Regions from separate parts of the Sus scrofa genome. Here region 1 is linked to region 2. Evidence: chromatin contacts called from public Hi-C data. All regions are on one chromosome and are shown on one strand. The core of a region is the stretch at or near the end of the contact, and the rest is flanking DNA. Distances in the headings are between cores, read along the strand shown. Region 1 has its middle 38 kb from the start of AP1M1. Region 2 overlaps EPS15L1 (epidermal growth factor receptor substrate 15-like 1).

The links. A called contact is a pair of places that touch in the nucleus more often than the background predicts.
Region 1: a Hi-C map of omental adipose tissue shows a contact between it and region 2, with 4 times the contacts expected there. The contact joins two enhancer-like sites. A contact is called at or near these places in 2 of 5 promoter capture datasets (fetal skeletal muscle and liver), 34 of 47 Hi-C or Micro-C datasets (adipose tissue, alveolar macrophages, blood and 15 more) and 2 of 2 datasets of contacts at active chromatin or transcription factors (alveolar macrophages and skeletal muscle).

Annotation. Positions count from the first base shown.
Region 1 is chr2:61,344,676-61,351,808 of Sscrofa11.1, reverse strand. No RefSeq gene overlaps it. Among named protein-coding and RNA genes, the nearest start is that of AP1M1, 38 kb to the left of the region's middle. Within about 2 kb of position 2,583, at least 3 of the 83 cell types and tissues checked have an H3K27ac peak or open chromatin away from gene starts, as enhancers often do. A contact at or near this core is called in omental adipose tissue, where this site is marked.
Region 2 is chr2:61,216,164-61,223,333 of Sscrofa11.1, reverse strand. All of the region lies in intron 21 of EPS15L1 (epidermal growth factor receptor substrate 15-like 1), which reads right to left. Among named protein-coding and RNA genes, the nearest start is that of KLF2, 53 kb to the left of the region's middle. Within about 2 kb of position 5,148, at least 34 of the 83 cell types and tissues checked have an H3K27ac peak or open chromatin away from gene starts, as enhancers often do. A contact at or near this core is called in omental adipose tissue, where this site is marked.

The DNA.
Region 1 (7,133 bases), core at 1,334-3,833, 130 kb before region 2:
GAGCATTTGCACTTTCATGTCCCTCCGCACTATGGGCAACGTCCTTTCTGACTCAGCTCAACTTCCCCAACCACACCAGCTTGTCCCTACATATGATTGTTCTTTGTTCTACATTTTCCTGTGTCCCCTATCTACCTATAAGTCCCCCAAGGGAACAGACCCCTGTCTGGTTTGTCATTGCTGTGTGCCCAAAGTCCAGAGCAGTGCCGGACTGGCACTGGGACCTGTGGACAGGCTCACAAGACGCTTCTGGTCATGGCCACCAGAGGGCGCCCACAGGTCAGAAATAAATGCTTGGGGACCTAGGCTAGGTCCAAGGCCAGAGAAAGGAGGGTGGGAGAGGCTTGGGGATGGGGTGCTCAGGGCCTCTCTGAGTACAGAAGTGCCCCAGACTCCTGCTACCCTTTCTTGGGGTTCCCACTTCAGCCTGACCATGACAGATGTAGAAACCGAGGCTCAGAAACATCATAGAAAGTTCTTGGGTTCTGAATGCTCCCAGATCACCCAGTTGTACCTTCTCAGCCCCACCGGAAGAAGCTAAGGGAAACTAAGGATGGAGGATGGGCAGGGGTACTGGGGGGTGCCTGTGGTCCCCACTGACCAGCCTGTCCTGGCTAGAGGGACCAAGTCAGGGCCACTGGAGGGTCAGGTTGACCTTCCCAAACTCAGGGAAACTCAGTTCACAGTAGGTGGTCCATTCCCTGCCTGAGCCCCACAGCCCCTCTGAACATATGGGGAAACTGAGGCACACAGACAGGCTAGAACATTCTTTGGAGCTCCAGGACTGGGCAGGTCCCCTCCACCCAATGCTGCCCACCCAAGCTTCTCCAGCTGCCCCCAGGGTGGGGGCCCTACTTGGGGAAAACAGGCAGGGTACCCCTCACCCCCTTCCAGCTATTAAACAGATAGGGAACTGGGTCTGTCCCTGACCCAAGGTCACCTGGGAGCCCTGCTCTAAAGCTGAGCCCCACAGACTGGCTCCCCTTGCTGTGTGTCCTCGAGCCATTTCCTTACCCTCTCTGGGCCTGTTTCCATGTCTACATAGGACTTCTACGTGCCATTTTGTTAGAAGAAAGAAAGTTTTAGGCTGTTCTCAACCGAGTAGAACCTACACAATTTCCCTCTCTAGGGGCCACGGTCCTTTCAGAAGGTGCAAAACTCTGGTGTCTCCAATTCACTGTGGTTTTCATTGAGTTGAAATTCACATAGCATATAATTAACCGTTTTAAAGTGGGCAGTTCTGTGGCATTAAGTGCATTCACAGTAGGGTGCAACCATCACCTCTTAATTCCAGAACTTTCCATCACCTCAAGGGGAAACCTGTCCCCATAAGTAGTCACTCCCTGTCCCCCTCCCTCGGTCCTTGGCAACTACTAATCTGCTTTCCATCTCTGTGGATTTGCCAGTTCTGGACATTTCCTGTAGATAGGATCATACCCTATGTGACCTTTTGTGTCTAATCATGTTTTCAAGATTCATCCACATTGTAGTGTGTGTCAGTGTTTCATTCCTTTTCATGGCTGAGCAATATTCCATTGCCTGGACTTACCAGATTTTGTTTATCTACTCATCTCTCAATGGACACTGAGTTGTTTCCACCTTTGGGCTAATGTGAATAGTGCTCTTATAAACCTGAGTGTAAAAATATCTGTTTGAATCCCTGCCTTCAGTTCTCTTGGGTATTTACCTAGGAGTGGAATTTCTGGATCATACAGTAATTCTATGTTTAATTTTTTAAAGAATTTCATTAGTTTTTATAAGGCTAAAAAGGGCATGGCTCTTGGCCAAACTGGGGATACTATGCCTAAATATTTCTGGCAAGTTTTTCCTAACGATCACTGCCCAGCCCCCCACCCCACCAAATTTCATGTATTTAAAGTGCTGCCCAAATTATTTTCAGGATTCTATATATTCACCTTTGGATTGAGACATAAGACACAGCAAAATGGGCCAAATACTTGGATCTGAGGTGTGTAGCCTGATGCATTTTTGCCTCTGTGTAGGCTCAGATTGATATAACACCCCTCCATCCCTAGGGTGGACTCCCTCTGACTCCCTGTTCCAAAGGGAACCAGAATCCTGTTGGCTAACACCATTGGTTCATTTTGTCTGATCTTAAATTTCAGATACACAGACTCACACAGCATTGTTGTGTTTGGGGTCTGACTGCTTTTGCTCATCATCATACCTACAATATTCACCCATATCCCCCATCCTTTTTCCTTTCTGTGTACTATTCCTCAGCACGACTGTAGTGCAATTTGTTCACTCCATTCTGTTGAGAAGCATTTGGGTTGTCTGCAGAGTAGGTCCAAACATGTATGCTGAGGTCTTGTGGCTGTTTTCATCTCTCATGGGTCAATACCCTGGGGTGAGATGTCTGGGTTATAGGGGAGGGGAAGACCTCTGTTCGGCTTCAGTGGACATTGCCAAACAGTCTTCCAAGGTGGCTGTACTGTTTTACTTTCCACAGCAGTAAGCAGGAGTTCCCTTTGCTCCACGTCCTCACCAGCACTTAGTGTCACCAGACTTTTCCACTTCAGCCCTGCTGGTGGGGCTGTGGCTCATGCCTTCTGGGTCCACTGCCAAGCTCCCTGCCAGGGAACCAGTGGGGTACTGACCACACCCACTTTTTTGAGCCACCCCCTCTGCCCTTGGTTTCTGGGCCACCATCTCCCTCTGTTTCCCTACCACTGCTTCATCTTCATCCCCTCTTTCTTGGCTTGATCTTTTTTTTTCCTTTGTCTTTTTAGGACCACACCTGCGGTATATGGAAGTCCCCAAGCTAGGGGTCAAATCGGAGCTGTTGCTGCCGGCCTGCACCAAGCCAGAGCGATGCGGGATCCAAGCCACATCTGCGACCTACACCACAGCTCCTGGCAACACCCGATCCTTAACCCACTGAGTGAGGCCAGGGATTGAACCCACCCCTTCATGGATAATAGTTGGGGTCCTTACCACTGAGCCACGGCAGGAACTCCTTAGCTTGATCTTGAAACAGAGATGTTTCCAGGTCCTCCTACCTCACAGGAAATGACCACAAAGCCAAAGTGCCCCCAAAAGGTCCCAACACTCTACTCCTCCTCACCTTGGGGGGTGTGTCCAGCCTCAGCTTCAGCCCAGCTATTCCAGGGCACAGATGGAAATGGGGGCTTGCCCCACCCCCACAAGGATCACGATGCTCCTGCCCATTCCACCTCCTGAGTCTCATCTCCAGCCCCCACCTAGCCTAAGCCACTGCGTCTCCACTGGCCGGGCTCAGCTCCTGACAGGTGCCAGCACCCCTGGCACTTGCCTCTTGTCCAGTTCACACCAGAGTGATGCTTCCGAGAGCATGCATAGCCCGGCTTGGGCGTTTGAACAACCAGGTCCTCTGGCAAGTCCCTGCCAGGCCTGGCTCCTCTGACCTTCTAACCCCTCCTCCCACCCTCATTCATTCATTTATTCATTCAAGTATTTAATGGGTGCCTGCTGTGTACCAGGCCCTGGCAACTGAGCCCGACAAATGCAACCCCTCCCCTGGAGCGCATGGGGTAGGGGTACAGATGTCTCCACGCTCGTGGCAGAAGGGAGCTGCATGAGGGCAGGGAAGCCCCAGCCTGGCAAAGGGTGGGGAGATGTCCTGGGGAACTCAATATAGAGGCCAAGGCCTGGGATGGGCAGGGCACAGCCAGCCCATTGAGGTGGGGAGAACAAAGATGAGGAGCAAATCACACCTGCCACCCCAGAAGGGAATGGGGAGCCCCAGAGAGGCTTAGGTTTTCACATCTTCCCTTGGTAGCCAGAGAGCAGAGAAGGCTGAGGGACCCAGGGCTGTAGGGTAGGGAGGTAATGGGGGTGCAGACAGCCTGGAAGACCTTGCACACCCTCTGGCAGGCAGCAGACACATCCAAGTAAGGGATTCAGTTCCTTAAAAAATGCCACATACACACGTACACAAACACACACACACATACACACACACGGGTGCATCACACACAGAGATACATCCAACATCAGATACACACATAAAGCACACAACAGCCATACAGACACGCCTACAACACAGACACACAGAAAGGCACACATACAACACAGAAAAATACACACATACAACTCACGCCTGCAGTGCACAGACACACTGGCACCCTCTGCCGCCCAGCCTTGAGGGACAATCCTTTCTGCCCTTCCCTCTGCCCCAGGGACCCCCCTACCCCTGCCGCACAGGGCCAGGTCAAGCTCCGGTGTCGCTAAACCAGAGTCAAAAGTCCCTCTCTGCCTCTCAGCCCTGTCTAGTCCCAACCACATACTGTGTGTCCACACTGAGGAGATCCTCCGGGCACACAGCAAGCGTGGGAGGAGCAGTCAACAATGCCTACTGAGCAACCGGTGTTGGTCCCCCGGTGTTGGTCCCCTAAGCTGCTGCCCCCACACTCTCCCACCGTCAGAGCCGGGCTCCCCATTCCTCAAATTCTCTGCTCAGCCTCACCCCTTGACTGAGCCGGACACAGATACCTCATCTCAGATGGATCAGGAATGAGCCAGGGAAAGGCTGGGGGACCTAATGGCAGAGCTAGGATCTACCTGGGAAATCTGGGAGGGCTGCTTGGAGGAGGGGACATTAGACCTGGGTTTTGTAGAATGAACTGGAGCTTGGCAGGCAGACAAGTGGGGGTTCCTCTAGTCAGAGGGACAGACTTTCTAAATTCCCGTAGTACAATCTGAGCCCAGAGCAGCTCCAACAGGAGAGCTCACTGGGCTGTTGGCCTCTTGGTGTTTGTTTTTTTTTTTAATTGTGGCAAAATACGCATAACTTAAAATTCACCATCTTAGCCATTATAAAGAATATAGTTCAGGGGTTCCCACTGTGGCACAGTGGGTTAATAATCTGGTTTGTCTCTGTGGCGGTGCTGGTTCAATCCCCAGCCTGGTGCAGTGGGTTAAAGGAGCCAGTATTGCCACAGCAGCATTGTAGGTCAAGACTGTGGCTCAGATTCAATCCCTGGCCTGGGAACTTGCTGTGGGTGTGGTCATAAAGTTTTAAAATATATATATATATATATATATATATATATATATATATATACACACACACACACGTATATACATATATATACACACATATATACATATATATATACACACACACACATATATATATACATACATATATATATATATAGCTCAGTGGCCTTAAGTGCATTTTCACACTGTTGTGCAACCATCACTACCATCCATACTCAGGACTTTTTCATCTTGCAAAATTGAAACTCTGTCCCCATTGAACACTAACTCCCCATTTCCCTCCTTCCCCAGCCACCCCCATTCTACTTCCCGTCTCTATGAATTTGACCTAAGGACGTCACATAAATAGGATCATACAGTCTAATGTCCTTTTGTGACCAACTTCTTTCACTCAGCGTAACGTCCTCCAGGTTTATCCCTGCCGTGGCAGGTGTCAGAATTCCTTTCCTTTTAAAGGCTCGATAATATTCCATCGTACATATGTACCACATTTTTTCTCCATTCATCTGTCGCAATTCTATTTTCAATTTTTTGCGGAACTGCCGTCCTCTTGGCTGTTTGTTTTTAAACACAGAGTGTTTCTCAGTCATCCCATCCAGGACCCAAATAGCCCATCCTCTCCCAACTTCTGCCTGCCAAGCAGGGTTCCCTCCTCAGCTGAACCCCTTTACTGTCTTGTCCATCTCTCAGATCTGCCCTGAGAGGCAGTGACTGTTATAAAACCCATTTTATACAAGAAAACTGAGGTTGGAGAGCAGGAGTGATGTGCTTGGTGTCACCCAGCAGGGGCTGGCTGGTCCCAGCTCCCAAACCACGGGCTGTTCCCCTCCCTGCGAAGCCCAGAATGTTCCTAGCCCCTCAGCAGTTCCTGAACAACCCGTCCCCCACCCTGCCTGCTCTCGGATGCTGAGAGCATTTCCCATCCCACTCCTGGCTCTGCTCCCTTCCAAGAGAAACAGGTTGCACCTGGCACGGCTTCCCAGAAGGCCCCGGGGGAGGGAGGCAGAGGCCCAGCCACGTGAGTGGGTGTGTGTGGAGGCGTGTGGTCACATGGCAGCCCCCCATCAGACAATTGCTAGGGGAGGGAGGATCCTAGACCCAACAGAGAGGACCTGGGAGGCACTGAGCGCACAGTGCTGGAGCCAGCCGGACCTGAGTGCGACAAGAGCTTGGCTGCTTGCCGGCTGGGTGACCAAGCGCCTCTGAGCCTTAATCTATCATCTGGGAAATGGGCTTGCAATGGCCTTTGCCTCTCAGGGAGGATTCTGTGAGGGGACTCGGGGCTGGGGAGCATGGGTCCAGCAGGCTGGCAGAGTGAAATCACTCAGGCATCAGTGAAGGCACGGACATCAGTACAGCAGGGGCAGGACCACTGCCACCCTGGCTCCAGCAGCAGGTTTTTCTACTGAGGGCACTGACTGCGTAACAGGGGAGTCAGTTCCACCCTCAGCCAAGAAAATCAGAAGACAGATAGCCCAAGGGTCACCATTTAAAAATTTAAAACCACCCAGAAACCAGCCCCAGGACACTGCCAGGCAGTTTAAAAATCTTTTTTTTCTAATGGAAGTGAAATGCACAAGACATAAAATGAACAATTTTAAAGTGAACAATTCAGGAGTATTTGGGGCTTTTACAAAGTTGTGCCACCAGCAGCAGCATCTAATTGTAGATCATTTTCATCACCTCAAAAGGAAACTGCTCCCACAAGTAGTCCCTTCCCATCCCCCATCCCCCTCCCCCTCCCCAGCTCCTGCAACCCCCAGTCAGCTTTCGTCTCAATAGATTTGTCTGTTCTGAACATTTCATGTAAATGGGATCGTGCACTATGTGGCCTTTGGTGTCTGGCTGCTTTCACTCAGTGTGACAGATTTGAGGTTCATCCACATTGTAGCGTGTGTCAGGCTTCATTCCTTTTTATGGCTGAGTAATATTTCCTTGAACCCAACGGACCACATTTTGTTTATTTTTCACCCATCAATGGGCATTTGGTTTGTTTCCACTCTCTGGCTACTGTGAAAATGCAGTTGTGAATATTCATGTGCATGTATTTGTTTGAGTCCCTTGGCCACACATTTTTGAATCCTCCAACCAGGAGACCGAAGTGGCTCAGGCCCCACAGAGGCAGCACT
Region 2 (7,170 bases), core at 3,899-6,398:
AAATCTGTTATAAATTCACCCAGCCCATTGGTAGTGCTTTCTCTCATGACTCATTCACAAGGCCAAACTGGGCACCGTGGGCAGAGTTCCTGTCCTCCTGAAACAAAGCCCTGGCCAGTCCAGGTGCCAGGAGGAAGGAGGCAGTGTTTTAAAATAAATTTCCCTGTTTGTCTCTAGTGACAGGTGGACCTTGTGTCCAGCCAGCCTTGTACCGACCACCACTGTAACCAGTGCACTCGGGGTCTTGCACTGATGACAGGCTGTGAGGAGGAGCCCCGGGGGCAGATTGAGGAAGGAATGGAGTGGGGAGCTCAGGCAGGAAGGAGAATGCCACAGAAGGGACAGGGAAAAGAGAGGTTGTGGAATAGCAGGCACAACCAAGGGAGCGTGAGGGTCTCTTGTGGCCATCCCGAGGCTAAGGACAACAGGGGTTCCTTTGCCTGGAGACCAGAGCAAACGATGCGGGGCGGGGAGGATAAAGGGATTGGAAAGTTGTAGTGAATCCCTCAGCTGCTTGGAGCAATAGCTCTCTGCTTTCCAGTCTGGTAACCTGGCCTGTACACCTACTGGTATCACGGAACAGAGGTCCCACGAATGAGCTGGTAATAGTCCTCAGTATCCTGAGGAGGTGGGGGGTGGGGCACCTGGGCTCCCTGGTGAGAAAAAGTAGCAGCGCCACCACAGCCAGGAGAGGCAGGGTCTGCAGGAAACCCCTTGCTCAGAGCCATCTGCCAGGGGCGAAAGTTGAGGAGAGGGGAGCCCCGAGCCATCCTGCCCCTTCTGACATCAAATACAGCCGAGGAAGACCCCCACTTCCACCCCGTGTCCTTAACTAGTTTGGAGGCACTGGATCAAGATCAAGAGGCTGAAATCAGCCACTGCTACCACCACCTCAGCCACGAGCCCTCCCTGAACCAGCCTGGGAGGGAGTTTGGGTGGGATCCACGACTACATCCTGAGCCAAGGGCTGTGAGGAGGGCTAGGAGCCTTGGCCTTCGGGAGACCACCCTGGAGCCCCTCTCAGAGCCCAGAGCCAAGGAGCCTGCACGACACAGAGCGGGTGGAGCAGGAGATGCCCCAGGCACATGGTGGATGTGACCCAGGCAGACCGTCTATTGCTCTGACTGCAGAACCCGCGGCATCTGCTCTACTCTGGGTTGGGGAACAGAGGGGCCCTCGGTGTCCCAGCCATCTGGCGACGGTGGGCGGGTGGCTGTGAGAGAAGAAAGCGTACTGACCGCTGGGCGGTTTAGGCCGAGGAGGAGCAGGTTTCTTCGGAGGCAGAGCGGGAGTGTCCTGTTTACTTTTAAAGGGGTCATCTGAGAATCCTGCCCCTCCAAAGGAGGAGGTGAAAGGGCCAGAAGTTGGGGGCTGTAAGAGAGGACACGAAAGAGAGGCAGAAACAGTTGTTAACACAGAGGCAGCGGACGTCCACCGAGCCCTCCGGGCTGCGCGGCACAGCCCCCGCTCTGACCCGGGATCTCTCACGAGCACCCACTATACTCCACCCTCAACAGCCGGGGTCCTCCGGCCTGTGAAGGGCAGCCGGCAAACACAGAGAGCAGTCGAGAGTGGCCTGGTGCCTCGATGGGCTTATGGCATGGCAGGGCAGTGCGGTGGGTAGGGAGGTGGGTAGGCAGGCAGCACTGAATGGCCCTGAAGCTTGGAGGGAAGCACTCAGCATTCTTCAAGGCACGCAGGGCCTTCGTCATAGCTGCCCCCTCACCCAATTCTTCGGCCTGAGCCCTGCAGTTCTCCCAGTCTCCTCCAAGCAATTTCCCAGTGCCTGGAACCTCTTTTGAGCCCCCATCCCCAGGCCCCCATATACACAAGGTCTCCAACCGGGGGTTTAACCTGCCCCATTCACCTCAAGTCCCTCTTCTCCCTCAGAGACTGGCTGGACCTCACTGCCGCTCCCAGAGCTCTCCCTAACACCCCTTCCAGCTAACTGTGCCTGCCTGGACATCCCGGTGGGAGTTGACAAGACAAGTGCCACCATGCCACAGTGATGGGTACCCCGGCCCCTCCAGCCTAACTGGGTGGCCTGAAGGGCAACTGCCTGTGACAGCTGCCTGTGGTGGGCAGGGACTTGTCTATGTGTGCACCCCACCTGGAGCACCAGCACAGTGCTAGGCCTTGGACCAGCTACACCCCAAAGGGAAAAGATCGCTTCCTACAGGGGTGGGGGACCACTTTCACTAAAACAGAAAATAACCAGGAAAAAGTAGAGCAAGGTGATTCATCAGACATAAAAGGAGTTGGTGGACACAGGAGTAAAAACACTAACGCATTCCTTAAAAAGCAAAGGAAGGGAGACGCAAAGCAGGGATGGAGGAAGGGAACTCAGGGAAGGGCACCTGCAATTCTCTCCCCAGTGAAGAGGGCTGAGGGACAGAAAACAAAGCAGAAACACAAGGCACTGGGACTATCTTAGGTAATCTGCTTTCAATACATCTCTGGAGAAGTGGAGAGAAGGGCTGACGCCAGTCACGGAACAGGGCTCCCCGCTTCTCCTGGGTCCAGTTACAGGGATGGGATGGGATGGGATGTGGCCACCGTGCCCCAGCACCTAGTCCCAGATACTAGTCTCAGGTGGGAGAGAGGCGGACAGCCCATGGCGGGGGGGGTGGCGGCGGTGGCTGCTGCACACTCAACCAAGCCCACTGGGTGCCTGGGTTGCTCCATCCTACCCCACCCTCCAGGGCCTCCAGAGTAGGAGATGCTGACTCCATGCAGGTCTTCTCACTATATCTTTCCAACGGCCTTGGGACAGAGTCCTACTGTCCCCACCTCCATTTTATGCATGGGGAAACTGAGGCACAGGGAGGAGATGTGGCCTGCTAGTCACACAGCACCTCAGTGGGGGAGTCGGGGTGGGAATCCACGTCATTCGCCTCCTGGGCCAGGAGTCCCAGGCCCTGCACTCGGCTGCTGGCAGCCCAGCCCCCACGGGAGGTCTGGGCACTGTCCTCAGGCCCATGGGGGAGACACTGTACAGATGCAGGCAAGGGACAGAGCAGCAAAGAAGGCCTGGGGAATAAGGGGTCACATAGGGAAGACCCATTTGCCTACCAAGACCACCTTAGCCTGGGCAAGAAGGGCTGCCAGGGCTGTGGCACAGCAAAGAAGGTAGTACTCCCCTGCATGATGGCTACTCCCCTCTCCCAGGCTTTGAGACATTTGTCCTTTTCGGCACTAAAGTCAGGGAGGCTCTGCAAGACCTGTGGCTTGAGTTTCTAGAACGTGTTCTGCAGAGCATGGGGGTCAGGGTAGGATCTGGAGGCCCTGCTACCAGCTCCATGCTTCCATTTCCTTGTCCGTGAAATGACAATAATGACAGGCTCACGGGGCTACGGCAGGACAGAAAAAGGTAATGTGTAAATCGCTCCACCCAGCATTTCAGAGGACATCAGCATAAAGGCAGCATGGTATCATCAAGCCAAGGGTGTGGACCTGACTAGAACATCTCTTGGATGTCCATGCATCTGCATGCCCCCCATCGCCCAGCAACGCTTTCCTTCTACCACTTCCTGTCATCCAGACAGGGCCAGCAGGAGAACCAAGGTGCAGTGACGACCTGTAGTTTAGTTCGGCTCTAAAACGCGTGAGTGCAGTTTGGGAAAGAGGACAGACTGAGGGCTAAGGAGACAGAAGGGAGGGGGAACACTAGTATCTCTGCTTCTGTCATGCACAGGGCACGCCCTGGGTCCAAGGCTTTCTCCACTCTCACCACAACCTGAGACAGGCAGGCAGGAATCAAAGCCAATTTTCTTGGTGGAGAGGTGGCGTGACCAGCCCCGGAAGGCCCCGCATAGACCCCAGTTCTTGTCCTGGATGCTGGGAATGCATGCCCTCTGGGGAAGGGGTACAGAGGGACACCTGGACTCCCCCTGAGTTTCGAGGTGCACGAGGCCTCATCCTCCCAGCTCATACACTGCACTCTGGAGCGTGAGCCGCAGTGATCTTCCTGGCTGGTTGGGGACACCGCAGGCCAAGCCAATTCTCCACCCCCTCTTCTGTCTGAACCCACTGCACCGGTGGGCCCACTCCAAGGTAAAAGGGTTTCAACCGTAAACGCCTGGTTCGCCCACAGCAGGGAATTATATCACTTCTAATACTGAAAAGCCTGCGTCATTTCCGAATCCCAACTTTCATGACTTTGAGTTTCCCAAGAAGCCTCCTTTGGGACCTGACTGGTTCCTACTCAGACAGTGGCTTCAGGGAAAGTCGCTATTTTTAGAAGGGTTTCAGTAAAGCCGGTAGGGGCTCTCTGGCCGAATAGAGTGAAGTGTGCTCACAAGAAAAAAAAAAAAAAAAAAAAAAAAGGGACAGAAAGCTACTATATGAAAAGCAGCTCTATAAAAGGTTCACAGTTTAAATAATTGGTTTAAAGCAAATGACTCTCAACCAAAAAAAAAATTGTCCTAAAGAGGAATGCACGCTTTTGAAAAACAACTGAAAATGGGCTGACAAATGGTCAAGTATTTCATAGGTGACCTTTTTTTTTTTAAGGGTGGGAGGAGTAAAATAATAAGTTAGAGTCTTATTTTTATTCTCAGATATCTATTTTGGGGAATGTGTTCTTAAAGGAAGGTAATGTAGGCTTGATACTGTCTAGAAAAATCTCCTCAGGTATGGGGGGACCTCAACTAAAAATGCAAGCCCAGAGAACCTCGAAGGAATCTCCTGGAGTCAGATTGCTGCCTGGCACTTTCCTTTAGCACTGCCAGGCAGCAGGAGGACACTCCATCTGAGGGGGAAGTTAAGAAAGAGCACCAGCGTGCATCACCAGCATGCACTGCCTCCCCAGCACACTCGGGTGGGAAAAAGATAGCCATGTTAAACACACACACACACACACACACACACACACACACACACAAAACCAAGCCAAAAAAACAAAAAAGAAACACCTTCTTGCCACTTTACTTTCATTTCCTTCAGCATTTTATTTATACACACGATGTTGTTCTTGAAAAACAGAAAGGGAACCAAAAGGGAAAAACAGAGACCTGGGGGTTAGGGCCCTGTATTCGTCTGGGCAAGTGGCATGAGAGCAGGAGCTGACGGGATCGTGGAAACAAAACAATGGAGTACCGGAGACAAACTTTCCACAGCCCTGTCCAGCTCTGTCCCACCCAGCGCCACCAACAGGAAGGTGCACTGGCTCTGAAGTCACAAGTGCACATTTGTGCAGCCTGCCGGGGGACAAGAGACCAAGGAGAGGGAAAATGGAATGAGAAGAGGGAAAATGCCACTTTAGGTCAGAAGGGGCAGAAAGAGGGAAGATCCAGGCTCTGGCGAGTCTGCAGCTACAGCAAACGCAGGCACTGCCTGGGGGAGGGAGGGGCAGCCGTTGCTGCCATCTGGGGCCCCACCACTCTGGTGGCCCCATCGCAGCCCCATGAGCCCGAATAGCCTCAACTCAGGTCCTTCTTGAAACAGGGGGCCTGGTTCATGCCCTCTGCTAGCTCTCCCTCACTCCCTCGGCCTCCGCGGTCAGCCTTGTGCAGGGAGCTGGCTCGAGAATACAACCGTGAGTGCCTTCCCTGGAAGCTGCTGCCACCGTGTGGCTGACAGATTCTGCAAACAAGGACAGAAGCCGAGGACACACAGCTCCATGCAGTGACGGGTAAATGAGGCAAATCTCAGGCCCTGGGTGCCTTTTGGCTGATCCCACATAGCATCCCAACCATCAGTGTCACAGTTTCCAAGTCAGGGCTGTAGACTCGTTCCCTCCGGGCACCAGAAGGAGAGAGGCCACAATCCCAGCACCTCTGGCTCCCTCCTGAGGCAGCCGATGGGCAAACAGATGCTCTGCCTCCCACCTGAAGCTAGATTTGCTACCGCCAGTTTATGTTCACATGCTTCTTTGAAAAGCTAAACAGAATCTCAGATGCTTCTTGGAAGCCACACACCACGATCGCACATTACTAACCACAAAGCTCAGTGCCCAGAGAGCTGTGCACCCCTCAGGCTGAGTGAACATGGAGGAAGCAGGCAGGGCACCTCCAGGAGCTGGCATGCGCGGGTCCAAGAGGCACAGGAGTCCCCACGGTGGGCGCCCACTGCCACCCACTCCAGGGGCTCCCTCCCCCGCCCCCTCGCCACCACTGGCTTGTGAGCCTTCCCCAGGTAGGGCGCAAGATCAGAGAACTGTATCTGCAGGGGGTCGTCCCAGTGCCCAAGCCCGGAGCAGGCAGGAAAGGCTGGTGGGTTCAACGATCGATCGCAAGGCTTTATGACTCCGGGGCCAAAGGCTGCATTGCCTGAGCTCTTTAACTGTGAGGGATCCCACCCTCACCTGCAAGGAGAGGAGCAAACGCAGGTGCCAGCAACAGGGACTGGGACTCAGGCCAAGATGTGCACACCTAATGCCGCTTCCCTAATCCTTGTCAAAGAAACCAGACCCACAGTCAAAAATCAAGGGACATCAAAGGTTAGAACGAAGAACAGCAGGCCCTCGACCCTTTCTCACTCGCCAAGGCCAACATCTTCAACTTAGCAGTTTCCTATGGAATTAACCTCATAGGCTTCCACTCTTATTTCTTAATCTGTTCCTTTTGGACATTATCTATCGACTGACTTCCTGCTAAATTAAAGATCTAACTCTCTAACCACACACCCAAGCCCCTGCCAAATGAGCTCAACCACCACCTGTGGGGTTATATTCAGTCAGCTTATGTAACTCTGGCCGGGCAGACACCGTCCTGTCCAGCCAAGGGTGACTATGGTCCTTCCTGCACAGCTGACTTTTCACTTGCGCATTTATTCACCAAGCCTAGTCCTCACTTTCCACATCCTTCTCAGGTTCTGCCCACTGGCAGACCCAGACACATCTCCTGCCTTCTGGCCCATGGCCCACGGTTCCATCCTTAGCGGGCTGCACATCAGGGCTGGCCCTCTGGCTCAACACCTTCCCAAGTTTGTTCAGCCACAGAGACTTTATTCACTGAGGTCTGATGGCCGTCAGAAACAACAGGGAGCAGGGGGAGCCTGCGGCACTCATGCCTCAGGGAGGGACTCAGGGTTCTGGCAGTTCTGCCTAAGGACGGGAAATAGGTCCAGTTACAGTCACGGGCGCTTTCCAGACCCTGTCTGCTGAATCATGACCTCACATGAGAATGCATTTCAGAGTGTGACAGGTGCCAAGGAAATACATATGTGGCA